2 separate regions of the Rattus norvegicus genome follow, and region 2 is linked to region 1. Evidence: chromatin contacts called from public Hi-C data. All regions are on one chromosome and are shown on one strand. The core of a region is the stretch at or near the end of the contact, and the rest is flanking DNA. Distances in the headings are between cores, read along the strand shown. Region 1 has its middle 13 kb from the start of Mtus2. Region 2 holds the start of Flt1 (Fms related receptor tyrosine kinase 1).

Region 1 (6,583 bases), core at 2,643-5,142:
TCTCCTTGGGGGCCGTGTGCATGCAGTACACACACATACACACAAGCAAAACACGAATGCACACTGTCTTAATTTGGGTTTCGTTATTGTGAAGAGACACCATGACCAGTCAACTCTTATAAGGGCAACATTTAATTGGGGCTGACTTACGGATTCAGAGGTTCAGTCCATTATCATCATGGCTGGAAGCATGGCAGTGGTACTGAAGGAGCTGAGAGTTTTACCTCTTGATCTGAAGGCAGCCAGGAGGTGATTGGCATTCCTAGACAATTAGGAGGAAGTTCTCTTTTACCATGGATGGAGCCTGAGCATAAGAGACCTCCAAAGCCCACTCACACAGTGACACTTCCTCCAACAAGGCCACGCCTCCTAACAGTATCACTCCATACGGGCCAAGCCTAGTCAAACCACCACACACATGAAAACAGATTAAAGCTTTAAAATCTGGGTACTTAAAGGAGACCTGCACAGTACAACACCAGTTGATGTGTCAGCATGGATGGGGGAAATTTCGCAAGCCCCACCTCCAGACAAAGAGCTACAAGTCATCAGTGGCTTCTGAGAGAGGAGAAATCAGTCTTTTCCAGGAATGAGACCCCCTGATAGGTTACCCAGTCCCAAGTGGTCAGCCTTGAACACATGTACATACGAGCAACACTGTGACGTGGGAACTTAAGGTTCTTTGGAGAGACAGTTGTGCTATATGGTGTAAGTGGACACAGGTGAAAGACTAAGGCAGACTCGTGAAGGAACGTTTAGCTGAAGCAGACACTGGTGGAAGGATGTTCTGCTAAAGCCAGCACGTGAAAGGACTCGTGATGAAGGGCTCTGTGCTAACAACACGCATGTATTGGTCTGCCTTACATTGCCTCCTTGAGCTCCATTTGTCAGGACTCCTCGGACTCGGGCTGATTGGCTGCAAGTGCTGAGTCAAGGTCACATGATGTTTGGAGGGTGTGAATGGGACTCAACAGGGACCCAGGCTGAGCTTGGCTTGCTGGTGCAGTGTAACACTTGAGAACTCTGATCTTTGCTTCCCTGAGAGAGGCACGGCTGAGAACTTTTCCTGGCGTTCCTCCTGGCCCCTCCTGCTGACTGGTCCTGGCTGTCTCTGCTAGGTAATGTCATTGCTGCAGGTTCATGTTTCCTGTCCCAACTCTACGGAATCGGTCTGTTGGTGCATCCGTGAAGTGTTTGCTAGTGGATCGAGCTGCTGCTGACCTGTGAGCCCAGCTGCCGATTTCCAGACAACGCAGACGGGAGTTGCTCCGAAGAACCTTTCCAAACAGGTCCACTTCCCCTGTATCCTTTCTTTCCCGCCACCTCTGGTTGGTGGTGGGTTACAAGGAAGGTTAAAGTGTTTAAGAACCGGGGTTGGGGATTTAGCTCAGTGGTAGAGCGCTTGCCTCGCAAGCGCAAGGCCCTGGGTTCGGTCCCCAGCTCCGAAAAAAAAAAGTGTTTAAGAACCATCATTAAAACTAGGAGTTGAAAAAAACTAAGGTTATAACACTAAATGGACTCAGCAGGGTAATATGTATATATAGAATATATACATATAGAGAGAATATATATTCTATATATATAATGTACATTGATAAATATATACAAAATATATATGTATATTTGCCTATATGATATTTGTGTATATGTGTTTGACAGTAATAATTAAAGAAGAGGTCCTGAATTTGATAGGGAGTAGGAGAGAGGGGCCATGGGAAAAGTTAGAGGGAGGGGTCAAAATGATGTAAATATGGCACTCATCTATGACATTCTCAAAAAAATATTAACTTTAAAAATAATCCACAGCCGGCTGGGGATTTAGCTCAGTGGTAGAGCGCTTACCTAGGAAGCGCAAGGCCCTGGGTTCGGTCCCCAACTTCGGAAAAAAAAAAAAGAAAGAAACAAAAATAATCCACAGCCTCCAAACACAGTAGCTCACAGCTGCCGTCCAAGCACTCAACACACGAGCTTTTATGAGCCAAGTTCATGGTCAACTCACAAAACTGATCCATCAGAACTGTTGATGTTTGGCTCCATTTTAAAGTTTTGAGGCTCAGCCAATGAGGAGACATGGTGAGTTACACACATCCTTTTGGCCAGGAAAGCGAACCCCTTTCTGGAAGCTCTCAGCAGATCACCGCTTAGCTTCTATGGGTACCGCGTACAGATTTAGGTCAGTAGCCCCAGACGGTGCCTTTGTTTTAACAAAAGGAGCAAAGAATTTTCCTGGAAAGACAGAATCTGTCATGGAATCTAATTCCCTCCAAGAGTTCGTTGTAGAAAATGGCCTTGTTTGGTTGAGCTTGGTCTCATTGTGTAGCCCAGGCTGGCCTCAAACTCAAAATCCTTCTGCACATTTAATTTACTTCTCTGCAGAATAAGTTAGAGTTGGAGCATCCTTAGGACTCATTCCGGTTTTAAAATCTTATATTCCACCGATTTCATTCTTACCAACTTGTTAGGAGACAGACAGTGCTGCAGTGAACAATGATGATACTGTTGTCGTTGTCATCATCATCATCACCACCACCACCACCACCACCACACCATCATCATCACCACCACCATCATCATCACCATCACCACCACCATCATCACCACCACCACACCATCATCATCACCACCACCATCATCACCATCACCACCACCATCATCACCATCATCATTACTGCCACCATCATCACCACCACCATCATCATTACCACCATCATCACCACCGCCACCACCACCATCATCATCACCACCACCATCATCACCATCATCATTACTGCCACCATCATCACCACCACCATCATCATTACCACCATCATCACCACCGCCACCACCACCATCATCATTACCACCACCATCATCACCATCATCATCATCACCACCATCATCATCATCATCGTCATCATTATCATCATCATCATCGGTTTATTCTTTGTAAACAGTGATATTATTAACATGCTACCTCAGCTAGCCAAGCCATATTTCCTAATTCTTATGCCCTGCCCCAAAGTGTTAGATTAATTACTGTAATTTCTCTCTAAGTTTCTTACAGGTCAGGTAGAATCTTTTCATCTTAAAGATTGAGATGTGACAAACTGGTGGCTGCCATTCAAGGGAAAGAGCCGCTACACACGGTGACAGCTACCGTCAACTAGGAAACTCGATCTTTATCTAAACCTTATCTTTGTTATCCAGTTTACTTGGGCACTTAGGGTTAGGACATTTTTTAAAAAGTCACTCTGATGAAACAGGAGTGGAGAGACTGGGCGATAAAATCTAAGCTTTTCGGGGTTGGGGATTTAGCTCAGTGGTAGAGCGCTTGCCTAGGAAGCGCAAGGCCCTGGGTTCGGTCCCCAGCTCCGAAAAAAAGAACCAAAAAAAAAAAAAAAAAAAAAAAATCTAAGCTTTTCGTGTCAAGAGGAAGAGAAGCAGTCCCCGTTTGGAGTTTAATTAGGGAGACACCGATTGAAGGTATGCAGTGTGGTCTCCCACAGAGCATGACGGATCACCACGCGGGAGATCCCCCGGAAATGCAGATGTGTCTCCTCTCCTACAGTAGTGAGATCAATGGTAACTTAGTAATCAGGGACTTAGACCCACCGCCAGTCTGTCATTTGTGGTATTTGTTCCAAGGTACACGCCCACAGCCGCGGTTTGTTTTCACTTTCCTGTTGCAACTGCTGGAGCCCCAGCATATGCTTGGACTGATTAAGGAAAACAACCACAGCACACCATACCACACCACACAACACCACACCACACACCACAGCACACCACACACCACACCACATACTGGTATTCTGATCCTCAATGGCTACTGAGCTCAGCAAACAAGCAGAGCCAATTACAAAGTGCTGGGTAGAAAGTCCCGCCCCCTCTGCCCCGTCTCCCCTGCCCTTCTCCCAGCAAAATGACTCAGTTCAGGTTGCAGCCGGGAGTGATGGCTGAGAGTGAGCACAGAGAGAGCAAGCATCTGGGCTTCTGGTCTTTCCAGATTTTTTTCTCCTGCCACCGCAAACTGGGACTTTAAGATGCTTTATTTCACTAGTCAAGTGTGACCCAGTCACTCTTTGGAGGGACTTAAACACAGCGGGGTGCTCCCTCCTGCACCCGGATTAAGCACAAACCACACCCAGACAACTTTTCTCAGCGGGGTGGGGGTGGGAGGAGAAAAGTAAAGTGGCCAGTTTTCTGATTTAGGCAGAAAACAGCAACAAATGACCTTGAATGATTTTTAAGAAGGAAGAGGGGGAGGACTGTGTTAGAGTTAGAGGGCTAGGCTAGGAACCGCGGTATGTCCTGAGTGCTAATTAGGGTAGCTAATGGGAACTTTTGACTGTCGGATTTTAATACTTGGATAGCTTAATAGTCAGCCTCAGGAATGAGTCTGGCATAAGAAGGTGTCCAAATACGGGAACAGACCTTGGTGGCTGTCACTAGGAATGTAATCTGTGGTTTACAAGGGAGAGGGAAGAGGGAAGCTTAAGGCGTTTGCCAGCACCGAAGACGCCATGCTTGGGGCTGCTAGAGCGCTTCGCTCTTTATTGGTGGCGCAGAAATATCACAGATTAGATGCTGGGGGAATCTGGAAATGGTATGTGAAGATGCCGTGGCTCGCTTTGCTAGCTTGTTTTTATTTTTGAGCCAGGGTCTTCCTGTGTAGCTCTGATATATCTGGAGCTTGTTACATAGGCTAAGGTGGCCTTGAACTCAAGTTCATCTGCCTCTGCCTCCGGAGTGGTGCCACACCACACCCTCCTCTAAAGATCCCTCCTTGGATACTAGTTTCGACTCAAAACAAAACAAAACAAAAACAAAACACCCAAACAAAGAAGCAATTACCAAGGAAAACAACAACAAAAGATTTAAGGTTTCCCAAATTTGAGGCCATAACTACTCCTAGTTTGCAAGCGTCCCCTCACTCCAGGACTGAAGCATCCTTTTGCTGCCTACCCTGCATAGAGCCGTGAGATCGCACTGCTGGTTTCCATTGTATGACTTCTCTTAACCAAACAGCTGCTGTTTCTCGGAACTGTGTGGATAGACGTCCGTCCGTTGATCCAGTTCGCTTGTGAGTCTTCCTAGAGTCGAAGGCACCGCCATTGGGCGTTCACTGAAAGCCCGCAGGAAACCAAGCATGGTTTTCTTCAAGATGTCCCGAGGTATGACGACTCAGGGATGCAGAGACCCACAGGAACGGCCTGCCGCTGTTCTCTAGAGCAGATGTGCGTCTAAAGATTTATTTATTTATTATATGTAAGTACACTGTAGCTGTCTTCAGACACACCAGAAGAGGGCATCGGATCTCTTTACAGATGGTTGTGAGCCACCATGTGGTTGCTGGGAATTGAACTCAGGACCTCAGGACCTCTGGAAGAGCAGTCAGGTGCTCTTAACCGCTGAGCCATCTCTCCAGCCCCAGATGTGCGTCTAAATAAAGAGAACAACTTTTCCATACCAGCTCCACCAGCTCCCATTAGCTAGGCATGCACCTCAGCCTGACAATTAAAGGGACGGGGAATAGCAAAGAAGAACAGAGTTCTTCAGTGCAACCACAATGGGCGGAGTAATATACAAAAGAGTTCAGTGGATATCCCTACCCTGGAGCCTATCTTTGGGTTCTGACTTGAACTTTAAGTTTACATGGAGGGAAAACTGGGGCAAGGAGCAAGGGGCAAGGGGCATACATAATTAGGCTGTACTGACTAGAGTGTAGTTCCACACAGCAACGAAGCTTCAAGGCTAGTCCTGTGAGGACCTGCTCTCTTCTTCGCTCATGAGTAATCAATCCTATCTTCCAGTAAGGTTTGCTTGTAGCATAGCTATACAAACATCCCACACAGTGAGCCTTTCCTGAGAGGACCCCATTCCTTTGCCTAGTACGGTCCTTCCTTTGTCTCCTCTGAATTCTTTCTTTGGTGGAGATAAGAACCTGGCGGTACCTTGTAGAAGTTACAAACTGACCTGTTTGAGATATCCTCAGCCCTTGCCTATGGGTAGCATCATAGCATCCCCATAACCGCGAAGCTTGCAGGGGTCAGCAACTACAGATTTAGGATCCCTGAGAGGCTGACACTGGGCAGGCTTACAGCGCTCTGTTCTCCCTGGGTCCCACTTGGGCTATAAGGCCAGCATATTAATATATAAGTGTGCTGTCGTGTCTTCAGACACACCAGAAGAGGGCGTCAGATCTCATCACAGATGGTTGTGAGCCACCATGTGGTTGATGGGATTTGAACTCAGGACCTCTGGAAGAACAGTCAGTGCTCCTAACTGCTAAGCCATCTCTCTAGCCCATTTTGAAACTCTCTACCTTGATGGCTGCATTTGTATCCTGTGAGTGAAGTCCCATGGGAGGGTGGTGGCTGAGCACAGGGGCTTGGAACCGCATCCTGCCAGGCCACCCCCAGGGTTGAGTCTAAGTCACCCGCTGCTGTTGTGTGCCCAAGGGGGTGTCTGGGGTGATGGGAAGGCCAGCAGGGCAGGCCTGGCATTCTGTATACCAATCATGTCCAGAACCACGGTCCCCCCTCACCCTGCACATCAAGGGTCTAAAGTGCGGGCAGCCTTCCAGTAACCCTGTGTGTTCTGA
Region 2 (6,967 bases), core at 4,026-6,525, 210 kb before region 1:
GCCCTGCTGCCCAGGGTTTCCCAGGGAGGGAGGGAGGGATTGACAAGGAGCCCAATGATCTCAGAGGTGGTCCAGCAGTAGGAAAGAGGGGCAGAGTTAACATAGGTGGGACAGAAGGTGGAGGGACCGAATGACAGATTAAATCTGTCACCATAAACCATGGCTACTCCAAAGAAGGAGCCCAAGGGCTCACAAGGAAAATTAATCTTCTCTTAGATAACTTCGTGGGCTACTAAGCGGCTATAGATTTTAAATTTGTTTGTTTGGATTTTTTTGTTTGGTTTTGGTTTTTTTGTTTTTTATTTATTTTTTGTTTGGTTGGTTTTTTGGTTTTTTTTTTTTTTTTTTTTTTTTTTTTTGTCTTTTTGAGACAGGGTTTCTCTGTGTTGGCCTGGCTGAGATCAGAGGCATGGACCACTGGGCACTGAAGTTGTTAATTTAACTCCTTGGGAAGGAGTGGGACATAAGCTTTAACAATCTCATGGTTAAGGAGATGGTGGGAGAGTAGCTCAATGGTAGAGCCTTTGTTGAACGACTGAGAGAGCCCAGATTTGATCCCCGGCACCACAAAATACTACTACTACTACTACTACTACTACTACTACTACTACTACTACTATAAATGTATGCAGATATCACGGTTTAATGAATATTGGGTCTCCCCACTTTGTTCGAGTGGAGAATATGCACAAAAGCAGAAGAAATGTGAACTATGGGTGGACCTTCAGGGTGTCATCCTAGGTCTGCCACTGGCCAACTTCAGAGCTAGAAAATATCACAGAACTGCTGTACCCTCCAGGAGCTGAGCCCCAAGGCGCTCTCACAACAAATGTGTGTGAGAGAGACAAGATCGAGTCTCCCTCTCAAGGAGCCTGACATGGAAGACAGAGGCAGGAATCAGAAATGGTCTTCAAGCATCCAGGTTTGCAAAGGCGGATGGGAAATGCCCAGGAATTCTTGACGTCCCCCCCACCCCCACATCCGCCCAGCAACAATGCAGGATGTCTAACTCACTGTCTTCAGCAGACTGAGTAGAACCATTTCCTTAATGAACACCCCCACACACGCCCCCGACGGTGCCGCACGCTAAATCAGAGGCTTCTCTCTCCGGTTCCTTCAAATACTCCATTCCTCCCATTTCCTTCCCTTCCTTCAGTCTGGAATAAAGTCCAGCAATTTAATGTTCAATCACCGTGCGGCATCCAAGGAACCACTGATTTCGGCCTCCACCACTGTCCTGGAAAGCAACTGGCAGGGCCGGAGTCTTTCCTCAGGAGCCGCTCTGCTCTGCTAAGCTAAACCAACATGTCAGCTGCTCCTGGTATAATTTTTACTTAAAATAAAGAGAGCCTGGTGTGTTCGTCAAATATCCTCTTCCGCTATGCACAGTATCAAGTACGTTGAAAAATGGTTCTTAACCTGCGATGACCACACATCATCTACTGTGTGCTGGGCCAAATAAACCCTCCTCACCAGTTCCCAGCTTCCTGAATCCCTTTTCACCCCTGGGCTCACTCTTGCACACATTAAGAGCACCACAGAAACCGCTTGCTCTGTTTCTGTTCTCTCTTAGCTTGACTGCAAAGCCAGGGTAGGGATCAGCCACAGTTCTGTTGGGTTACACCACACAATTTCCTCCCAAGGAACCACCTTTCCAGAGGGAAGGGGGCAAGTGTCACTATAAAGCCTTTTGGGGGGAATAGATATATCACTTCAAGTTCCACATTATACACATTCGAGGACTCAGAAATGTCCCCAAAGTTTTGGAGAGGGGGGAAAAATAAGTACTTGGTTGGTCTTTTAGAAGTCACAAAAATAGGTTTAACTATTAAATAAGAGGTTTAGTAGTAGCCTTGCTGTAATCTGGAACAGTTTTAGAACATAGCTGTTTTTAAAAAACAAACAAACAAACAAAAACTAATAAATATTAACTTTTTTTAAAGCAAGAAATACGGGGTGGGGGTGGTTAAAGCGACAGATATCTTCCATGTGGTTAACGTGACTTAGTCCCTGTCGTAGTTACACATTCTGCTGAGAAAAAACAAAAGGCCCACGCTAATGATCTATGCCTGAGGCATCTGGGATGGCCTCCTCCACCAGCCTCCCACCCCCCAAAAAAGGAAGCCCACTAAAGACCAGGTTAATTGGTTGGTCTAGAACTTTCTACCAGAGAAAAGGATCAGGTGTGATTCCTGACAGCAACCCCCCAGCTCGGCAGCCACAGTGTCAAATGGCTTAGCGCCCATTAGCAGGCATAAGAATGGCAGGGAACCTGGAAAACAGAAGGACCCCATTCTGTTTGCTTTGTGAAATTCAGTCACTGAATTTTAGAGTTGAAAAGGAGCCTTCGGAAATCAACCATATTTTTAGGCCAGATAGTGGTGGCCCACACCTTTCATCCCAGCACTGGGAGGGCAGAGGCTAGCCTGGTCTACAGAGTAAGTTCCAGGAGAGCCAGGGCTACACAGAGAAACTCTTGCATAGAGGGGGGAAAAAATCAACTATATTTTTTAATTTTGCCAATTTTTAAAAGAAAAAAAATGCCAGTTGGGGAATCATTTGAAAAGAAACTATATAGCCTATTAAAGACTTTTCAACCAGGAAAAAAATTAATGCTGCACTAAAAAGATTTTTTTTCAAAGAAACCCTAGTTCACAGTTTATCTGCAAGATGACTGATCAGTTGGAAAGCAACATGAACCATAAGAGTCCCATTTAAAATATGCCATTTTGGGAAAAGCACAGCTCTGTAAGTCTTGGAGAAAAAAAATAGAAACCACTATGTAAAACTATGTATGAGAAATGCATTCTATTCAATTTTGAAATAGGTATTATTATTATTATTATTATTATTATTATTATTATTATTAATTTATCGAGAAAGGGACTCCCTTTAGAGCCAATGTCTCTGGTTAGAACTCACCATCCCTCTGCCTTAGGTCTTGAGTTCTTGGAATATGGATGTAGCCCTCACACCTGGCTGTTAATATTTGCATAATTTTTATTTTAACTCAGAGTTACCATACACACACCCCAATCCCAAAATTTAAGTATTTCTAACTAGTTCTACCAAACTCCAAATGTTAGCTGCTTAAAGAAAAGTAAGGGAGGGGGAGAGGGAAGGATAAAGGGGTGAGAAGGGAGAGAGAAGGAGAGAGAGAGAGGTGAGCAAAAGAAGTGCACGCTGGTGTGGTGTTAATCAAGGGTATGGAGTTAAACAAGAGTGTGGTGTCTTAAACCTTGAACAGGAGACTGAACTTTTTAAGAGACAGTGGTCTCCATAGCTACAAAGAGGACCCGAAAGTATTGTAGTTCGTAACTAATAAAGAGGCTCTAACACCCGATGGGGCTCAGCGCCTGGCTAGCCGGTGCAAAGCGACTCCGTACGTTACCCGTTACCCGTACCGTTTCTGTACTGCTTCAATCTGCCTCTGCTGGTCTCAACCCCATATAAAATTACGCTTAGCTAAAACCAACCACGCTTTAAAGTTTAAAAGTAAAGACACGTGTGCGAAGCAGAAAATCCAATGAGACATGGGTTTTCCCCCTCTATAACTTGGGGGTTTGCAGTAATTTTTAAGCTAGCTTTTGCCTTTATATAGTAAACTAGTATTTAAACTCTCTAAGCGATTATATTTCGAATAAGCAGCTCTTCAAAAACATTTGAGAAATAGAAAATACAAGAACTCGTTTAATATCATTGTTCTAGAACCTAGCCAGCCCATGTCGAGTTCTGGCTTTACCATTTCAATCCATTTTAATTATAAACCCCTGCTCATTACTTTGAAAGGAAGTGCAGTCTTCTCATTCCTAAAGGCTCGTTCTTACTGCCTTTAAAATCCGTGTTGCCTTTCTTTCTGGGGCCATTACAATCCTGACTCTTTCTTCTCTACCTTTTTTCCCCAACCACGTTGCTTTAAAGAAAGGTGTTCTGGTATCTGGCTCTGCCCAAAGCGACCTCACAGGATCCTTCGCCCCTCGTGCCTGCAGACCTGGAGTTAAGAGTTCCCGAGCTCCATTCAGCTTTTTAACCCTTGGATGACAAAGGTCTCCACATTAAATGCTCTTAAAATCTGCTGGTCCCTGATCCGTCCTCCCCTCCACCTCCCCAGCGCTTTTTACATCCCAGTGAAGGCTGATTTAGGCGATGTGCATACCTCACCTACTCCTTAAACCACAGCTTTCGGTCCAAATTGCCAGGTCCTCCCCCCTTGATTCATAACCTAAAGGTAGGGCTTAAATTTCCAAAACTTGAAGACTGGACCCTAGGCTGCCGGGCGCTTTGAGTCACTCACGCCGACGACCTGGACCGCACACCGGCCCGCACCCGCGGAGGCCCCACCCGAGAGACAGCGCTCAGCGAACTGCGGGGAAGAAACTGTGCCCGCTGTACGTTCCCCAACTTCCTCCGGACGGTCCCAAGCGGGTACGGGAACCAGAGCTGGCCCTTTGCTGGCTCCATCTGCTCGCCGCGGGCACGGGATCCTTCCCAAATTTGACCTCCTTTGCTCTGGTAGAGCGAGATCATCGCTATCGAGCCCTCTTCTGTCCAGCCCCGGGCAGCCTCTCTGACATCTAGCTCGCTCTAGCTAACCCTAGAGGACTCAGCCTCAGCCGGGGAGCGGGCTCTGGATGCAAAAAGGTCCACCAGTGTGGTGATCTGCACTTCCAGAGTCTACGGAGCGAGCGCCTACCCCAGAGCCTGGCAGGGGACAAGCGGCTCCGGGTGCACTCCGCAGATAATCTGGCTCTGACCCCAGCGCGGAGCTAAGGAGAGTCTGAACAGTGATGCCAACTTCCAGCGGCGCCCACTGGGGGAGAGGAAAAAAGATGTGTGTCCCGAGGCGTACCCACTGCTACAAGTGTCCCCGGCTCCCGCCGGAGCTCGCTTGCCCGCTTGTAGTCTCGCTCTCCCGGACCACCCCGTGGCTGCCCAACCCCGCCGAGCTCCAACTCGTGGTCCCCGGCGCGTCTCACCTGTGAGAAGCAGACACCCGAGCAGCGCGCAAGGCAGGACCGCGGTGTCCCAGCAGCTGACCATGGTGAGCGCGACGCGGCCTGCTGGCCCGGTGCCCGCGCTCTCCGAGGCCGACGGAGCAGCCGCCCGAGCCGGTCCCCTCCTGCTCCTGATGGCGCCGCGAGAGCTCTTCTCGCGCCTGCAGCCGAGGTGGTGTGGGGGGCGGAGGGGATCCTCCCAGTCTCGCGTCCGCTAGCCGCTGCGCTTGAGTCCCGGAGCCCGCTCGGAGCTGCTGCCACCACTACCACCACTACCTCCGGGGAGTGTCCGCCACCGCGCTCCGAGCCTCCCGAGGACCTCGCTGAAGCGCAGCCGAGGGCGGGGGCGATTTATAACCTTCCCCAGCCCACTTCCTACCCCGGCACCTCCTTCTAGTGACGTCAAGGGGTCCCCCACCCCTCATCCGCCTCCCCACCTACCCTCTTCTTCCTCCCGGAGGGGCGGGGGCCGGCGAGGGCGGGTGGCCTGGGGGCCGGAGCGCGCGTGCGGTGGCGCTAGGCGCGCGGGTCCCGGGGCAGGTTCGCAGGTTCAGCGTCCTTGCTCGGTGCCCTGCTGCCCCCGCCCCTCCTGCCCATCGCTCTCAGGAAATCCTTGCCCAGCTCCCTCCACCGGGCTTACTCAGCTCTGGTGACCGCCCGAAACTGAGGAGGGGACCGGCGAAGTGCACCGCCCTGCCCCCGGGGCGGGAAGTCTTATCCTAGGGAAGCTGGCCGCGCCCCCGCGACGGTGTCCCTGGCACCGAGGAACGAGGCGCAGTCGAGCCCTCTCCTGAGCGGTCCCGCCGGTCCCTGACCCCGCCAGACTGTTCCCAGACGGCGAAGGAAGGCGCCAGAGACCCTCCGCTTAAGGCACTTGGACCCGGAGCGTCCGAAGGAACCGGACGCCTTGCCAGGCACCTTCGGAAAGAGCGCGGGGCCGCGCGGGTCCCAAGGGAGGGAGTCTGTGTCTTTTTCGGCTGCATTAATGCACCCGCCCAAGCCATTTCCTCAACCCTCTGCTTCCTAGAAGCAAAACAAGGAATAACATGTTACCTTTTTCAAAAGCCAAGGCGTGAGACACGCTCCTGCAACTTGTAAAGGGCCAAGAACTTGAACTCTATGTCTGAAACGCTGGATGGAAAAGAAATCTTTTTGGTGGAAGCCGGCTAGCCAAGATGACTGACTCGAATGTTCTTGGAACAAAAACGGGTGAAATTAACTTGAGACACTAGATCATTTACGATGACACTAATTCCACGTTGTTCCTCAATTATGTATCCATTAACTGGAAGGCTGAAGTCGTCCCGGCCTCCCCGGAGCAGCCCGGTCTTGTCCCTGTAAATACTGCAGGTTTGAAAAATAGCTCATTGCAACCTGCCAGATGCCGGTGATAAAATGGCTCCTAAATGGGACCAGAGGCTTTTCCTGAAGGACTAGACTAAATCTCCGGTAGGGAAGGTTGCGCAACCCGAGTTGCCTCACTGCTAAGAGAGTCTGCGCCACCCCCCCCACCCCCACCCCCACTCCCGCAGCTCTCCTAGGGCAGCGGGAGCCGCTGAGCCAAGGCCAGGGAAATTCTTCTCTCCTTCGTGGTCAGGAGAAAGGAAAGGCCGCTATGAGCCGCAGCTCACCTGCGGACTTCCCCTCCCGGTTCTGCTTTCTCTACAACCCTCCACTAGGGTCAGTGCTCCTGCACTCTGCCTCGAATTGCTCTCCCAATCAGGAATCACACGGGATGGCCAGCACTAGGTAATAATAATTCTCCCAACTGAATCTCCAGCCGTAGATGGTTTAAGACACACCCACACAGTCAAACTGTCCCCGTCTCTAAGAGCTCTCGTCACGCCCACACATCTTCCACGAGGTGCGGTGCGCGCAGCCCTTTAAGCAGCAGCAGGTGTTTGGGCTGGAAAGAGTTCGCCCATGGAAACCCTATGCTGCTGAGGCTGGAGGGGCTACGCCGACCAGGCTGG

What was found. Hi-C and Micro-C count contacts between places; a contact is called where the count stands out from the background.
Region 2: a contact with region 1 is called in a Hi-C map of mammary epithelial cells, with 3 times the contacts expected there. The contact joins the promoter of Flt1 here to the enhancer-like site in region 1.

The regions. Positions count from the first base shown.
Region 1 is chr12:12,124,585-12,131,167 of GRCr8, reverse strand. No RefSeq gene overlaps it. Among named protein-coding and RNA genes, the nearest start is that of Mtus2, 13 kb to the right of the region's middle. Within about 2 kb of position 3,892, at least 15 of the 93 cell types and tissues checked have an H3K27ac peak or open chromatin away from gene starts, as enhancers often do.
Region 2 is chr12:12,331,738-12,338,704 of GRCr8, reverse strand. Flt1 (Fms related receptor tyrosine kinase 1) reads right to left here and starts at 5,275. Exons shown (of 30, transcript NM_019306.2): 1 at 4,977-5,275. The coding sequence starts at 5,040.